Linked DNA regions of Gossypium hirsutum: region 1 is linked to region 2. The links are chromatin contacts, called in public Hi-C maps. All regions are on one chromosome and are shown on one strand. Each heading gives the region's core, a stretch centred on a gene start, on an enhancer-like site or on the middle of the called end of the contact. The rest is flanking DNA. Distances are from core to core; before and after follow the strand shown. Region 1 has its middle 8.9 kb from the start of LOC107921263. Region 2 has its middle 21 kb from the start of LOC121214288.

What was found. A called contact is a pair of places that touch in the nucleus more often than the background predicts.
Region 1: a Hi-C map of leaf shows a contact between it and region 2, with 1.9 times the contacts expected there. The contact joins two enhancer-like sites. A contact is called at or near these places in 4 of 34 Hi-C or Micro-C datasets (hypocotyl, leaf and petal).

Annotation. Positions count from the first base shown.
Region 1 is chrD01:51,952,515-51,955,214 of Gossypium_hirsutum_v2.1, forward strand. No RefSeq gene overlaps it. Among protein-coding and RNA genes, the nearest start is that of LOC107921263, 8.9 kb to the right of the region's middle. Within about 2 kb of position 1,412, at least 3 of the 9 cell types and tissues checked have an H3K27ac peak or open chromatin away from gene starts, as enhancers often do. A contact at or near this core is called in hypocotyl and leaf, where this site is marked.
Region 2 is chrD01:51,870,446-51,873,274 of Gossypium_hirsutum_v2.1, forward strand. No RefSeq gene overlaps it. Among protein-coding and RNA genes, the nearest start is that of LOC121214288, 21 kb to the left of the region's middle. Within about 2 kb of position 1,371, at least 7 of the 9 cell types and tissues checked have an H3K27ac peak or open chromatin away from gene starts, as enhancers often do. A contact at or near this core is called in hypocotyl and leaf, where this site is marked.

The sequences.
Region 1 (2,700 bases), core at 162-2,661, 82 kb after region 2:
AGGATATACTAAACACGATGTAACTGGTGTCATCAACTAAAACGTTTCTCCAGAAACTCAGAAAACATGGGTGAGATCCTTTGTTTGAGAAAGTGAACTTATTTTGTAAAGATAATGAGATAGAAGTCCCCAAATAAAGTGTTTCTTGTAAAGCTGGTTGAGGTCGGTAGATAACCTAACAATTGAGCATCAATATCGGTTTGATATATTCATTACTGGTATCGATTCATTGTTAACAGAAATGAATTCTCGCTTTAATGATGAGGTAGTTGAGTTACTTGTTATTAGCTTTGCTTTGGGTCCACGCGATAATTACAAAGCTTTTTGTGTGGAAGATATTTGCAAGCTTATGAATGATTTTTATCTGGACAATTTTACGAGCAAGAAAAACTACACATGAAGAGTCAATTGGAACTTTTTCAACTTGATGCTCATCAAAGCACAAAGTTGCAGAAAGCTTCTACAGTTGCTGAGTTGTGTCAAGTGCTAGCTAAGACAAATAAATCAAGAATTTATCCTCTTCTTGATAGAATTATTCATGTTGTGCTAACTCTTCTTGTGTCTACTGCAATGATTAAACGAGCATTTTCAGCCATGAAAATTGTGAATATAAGACTTCGCAACAGAATGGGGGATGATTTTTTTCAACTTACTTGGTGGCATACATTAAAAAAAGATAGCTCGAGAATTTTCAACAGATTCTATTATTGATGAGTTCAATCTTATGAAAAAACGAATGGTGCAATTTAGGATGCCTAGAACTAATGCCAAGTATTAGTTTTTTTTTTGTAAATTGAAAATAAATATTTAATTTTATATAGTGTCTTTTATTTTTTACAATTAAATTGTTCATACCTTTTGAAAAACATTAAATTAATTTGTTTGATAAAAAAATTTTAATTGATACATTTTACATTAAAAAAAAAGTCGTTCGAATTTAAAAATTTCACCCCTTAAAATAAAATTATATGGATCCATCCCTACCCTCAAACCCATTTTTTTCCCAAACTCCCTCAGAAGTTTCTCTCCACAAAATCTTTTTGCAGTTATGGAAAACTGAGTTAGAGAGCGAGCCGTTTGCAATCTTCCCTAGAAGAATTAGGCTTTGGAAATTTATCTTCTATCTCCTTCCCTTTTTGTTTTTTTTTTTATTATCTAATATCAAGTTCAGCATTCCTCCTTTCTTCTATTTCAAAAAGGGATTTAAATTTTCTTGTTTTAATTCTATGATTCTCCACAATCACATGATTATCACTAACCCCATTAGCAACTGAAAAAGGTTTCATCTAAGACTAGAATCAACTACACCAAAATGAGCCTTCCCATTTTTCATTTGGCCATCCAAAGCCAAACCCGTATTCCTTATATCATCCAATGCTTGTAAAGAAACAGAATCACGAACCCCTCCATCATGAAAGCCCATGGCCCCATCCCATACCAATCCAACCCCAAATTCAATTTTTCAATGCCCCATTAACATTATCAAAGTATCCCCTTTGCGAATTAAAGGATTAGAACCTGCTATATCGTCAAAACCAATATCCAACCATTGTACTAACATTCCCCTGCCTCTTTACTACAAGTCTCCACTTCCGAAAAATTATCATTAAAAGCTTCCACTAGAGACTCCTCCTACCGAAGTCGAATAGCCATCGACAGCGGAGAGTGGAAAAGCATCACCATCAATCCATTTCCATTCGAGTTCTGTAGATATCAAATTTTGCCCCGACCCGACCTCATTATCTGGATTTGAATTTTAAAATGGTTGAGGAACTATAGGGTGATTATTTCAATTTTAAATTAAACTGTTATCAATTTAATGTTAAATTTGGAATTAGATTAAAAGCTAAATTAAGATAGAATGTTTATGTATGGTTTCAATTAAACTGAAATCAATTTTAAATTCTTTTTAGTTTAATTTAATTTAAGTTTTGAAATTTTGGCATGAAGTAGGTGAATATTTGAATATCTACTTATGTTGGCTTTTTTTGAAAAAAAATAATAGCATTTTTTTTGTTAAAATTTGTAATGTTAAAAAATATAATTAATAAAATCATTTCTGATTTTCAAAATACTTTATTAGGCATAATTTTGGGAAAATGCCAATTTAAATAATTTTCAAAAGCACAGTCTATTTTTCTTCTCAAAGTCCAAATTAATTTGTTTCTCAAAGCCCAGTCTAATTTGGTTTAAAACAATCTTTTAAAACCCAAATTTATTTTCAAATTAAATTCAAACCCAGATTTGTTTCAATTTTAATATGATTAAATCTGTTTTGAGTCCATTTTTGGAAATTCCCAAAAGTCCATTTCTATTTCAAGATTGCAGTTAGAGTCTAGAACCCTAAAAATTTTGTGCTGTGAGGAATGGCAAACCTCTCTCAGCCAATCAGAATCAACAGTACAGCAAATAATACTTGCAGTAAAAGTGATTCAAAATGAAAACAACACGTTTTGAAATGATTTTTAGGGTCAAAACACAAGTTTACAAATGAATCAAAAACATGATTAAAATAATACAGATTAAAAGAACAATATAAAAGATCAATGTCAGTCAAAGTTTAAAAAAGAGAAAAACCCTAAAAAGAAAATAAAAAAAACGGCATGGCCTTTTCATCTAATCGAAGGTAAACCCTTGGTTTTCCTTCTTTTATTTTACTATTTTCTAGGTTGCATGCATGAATAAGGGGGAGGGGGAGGC
Region 2 (2,829 bases), core at 121-2,620:
TATTTTAATAATATAAATATAAATAATGATTCTTTCCGCATTCATATATATTAGAGTATAGGAAGTTGTTAGTTAGTTGATGAGTCTGGTAAGGTTGTTGCTCAATTAGAGTAGTCACTAAAGTCTATAAATACTGTACATTGAGAATTTGGAAGTAAGCAATTTTTGAATAAACAAACAAGAAGTTTATTCTATTATCTCTCTATTTTCACTCTCTGTTTGGATAAATATTTCTTTCTTTTTTATCTAGTTCTTTCATGGTATCATTCGCCAATTGATTCTGGCCATTGCTTCTCATGGCTTCCGCTGATTCTGCATCTGGCGAACCTAGCTCTGGTGTGTTTGCTGCCGATCGAGTCACAACTGTTCTTCCTCGACATGAAGTGGTCAAACTCGATGAAGGTACTTACCTTCAATGGCGTAAACAGGTAAAACTCATCGTTGATGGCTATGGACTTACATGTTTCTTAGATGGCACTATTGCTTCGCCATCACGATTCATTCTTCTACCCGATGGATCTCGTGCTCCAAATCCGGCGGCTCAGGTGTTCACGCAACAAGATCGGCTGCTAATGTCATGGCTTTTGTCTACGGTAATTGCCTCTCATCAATCCTTCTTTGATGATGCTTGCACGGCGTGCGACATATGGAGTATGGCCATTAATCTTTTTGCAGCTGATACGGGTGCCAAGCAGTCGAGGATTCGGCATGAGCTTCACTCGTTGAAGAAAGGTAATCTTTCTATTAAGGCTTATGTTGCTAGGATTAAAGATTTGTGTGCTATGTTAGATGCCACTGGCTCTCGTATCTCCGATGAAGAGAAGATTGAAGTGGTGCTTGCGGGATTGCCGTCAGACTTTGAGGCGATTATCTCCTCTGCTCGGTTGTCGATTGGAGTTTTACTGTTACAACGCTTGGTGGATGTGTTAGTAGGTTGTGAGAGTCGTCAAGATCGGATGTTGCAGGAGGTAAGTTCGAACACGAATCTTGTTGAAAATGAGCCGTCGGTGGAAGAGGCCGATTGTGGAGGCCGTGCGTCTGTTCGTGGTCGTGGTAGATTCTTCAGATCTCGTGTTCAGTGCCAGATCTGTAGTCGATTCGGTCATTTGGGTCAGAAATGCTATTATCGGTATCACCGAGACTCGACTAAATCGTCCGGTGTTGAAGGTTCTGACTCTGGAGTTTTTGTGCAACATGGTGAAAACCAGGCGGTGGCTTCTCATCAAAAAAGTCAAAAAGTTCTTTATGGTCAAGGGAGTCATGCTGGTCAAAATAGATATGGTAGTCAAAATGTGTGTGCTGGCATGCAAAATAGGCCATTGGCACGTGGGCCACATGTGTCTCATGCACAGCATGATTCTGGCCGAATTTGTTCTGATGCCTACAAGCCCAATTTGTGCAAATTCGATCATGATGATGGGCAAGGGTATAATAGAGACACGTCGCATGGTTTTACTACTGGAAATGGACAGTGGCAAGGTTGTAGTGGAAACACGTCACATGAGCTTAAGGCTCCAAATGGACAGGGTGTATCATATGGGCCGAATTTTCAACATTCCTCTCATGGGCCGAATGTTCAATTTAATGCTGGGCCGAATATTGTACCATCCTCTAATTTTGTTCAAGTTGATCAAGCTGATCCTGGCTCACCTGAATCGATTGGTGATGGACTAGGTATTGGCGGTCCGGTTCTGTGATTTACCAAACTGCGTGCTCAGGTCTATACTGGGTCTGATCCATGTATTGGGCTTCCTCGGCTAGGGGACTTACATGCGTCTGATTACTCTGATCCTTCAGTATCCGACTCTTATATCAATACTTCTCAACTTGAATCTAGTACTGGTACTGATGATCCGTACATTCCAGTGCGCAGTGGCACCACATCTTGGTATCCTAACTCGGGAGTGAGTCACCATATCTGTCGCGATGTGTCAACGTTACGTGATGTCACGCCATATTCAGGTAAGTCATCTCTTTTAATGGGCAATGGTACTCTTGCGGTAATTTCGTCAATTGGTACTGCTATTTTACCTACTCAGTATAAATCGTTACGATTATCAAATGTTTTATGTGTGCCAAGTATACAGAAAAACCTCTTATCCGTCTCACAGCTTGCTCGTGATAATGGTGTGTATTTTGAGTTTCACCCTACCTATTGTGTTATTAAGGATATGGTGACTCGGGAGATATTACTGACGGGCAGCATTCATGATGGCTTATATCAATTTTCTGTGCCAGTGGTTTCTACTCCGCCTACGACTGCTCCATTTGTTGCTCATTCGCAGGTTTCACATACAGTTTCAAATAGTTCTGTGTTTGCTTTATGGCATAATCGTTTAGGCCACCCGTCGACTTCTGTGGTCAAAACTATTCTAAATAAATGTAATGTTGTTTCAAGTAAAAATAGTTTTGATGGTATATGTACTGCATGTCAAAAAGGCAGGTCACATAAGTTGCCTTTCTCCCCTTCAACTACTAGCTATAGTCCTTTTGAGTTGGTTGTGTCTGATCTTTAGGGTCCTGCACCTGTTGCATGTGGTGATAAGAGATATTATGTTTCGTTTATTGATATGTGTACTCAGTTTACTTGGGTTTATCTTTTACGTCAAAAAGCTCAAGCACTAGAATGCTTTACTCAGTTTCAACAATTAATTAAGACACAGTTTGTCAAGTCTATTAAGTAGTTCCAGAGCGATTGGGGAGGAGAATATAGTGGTTTTACGTCTGTCTTAAAATCTCAAGGAATCATACATTGACTGACCTGTCCGTATACTCCAGAAAAAAATGGAGTAGCTGAGCATAAACATCGTCACATTGTTGAAGTGGGTA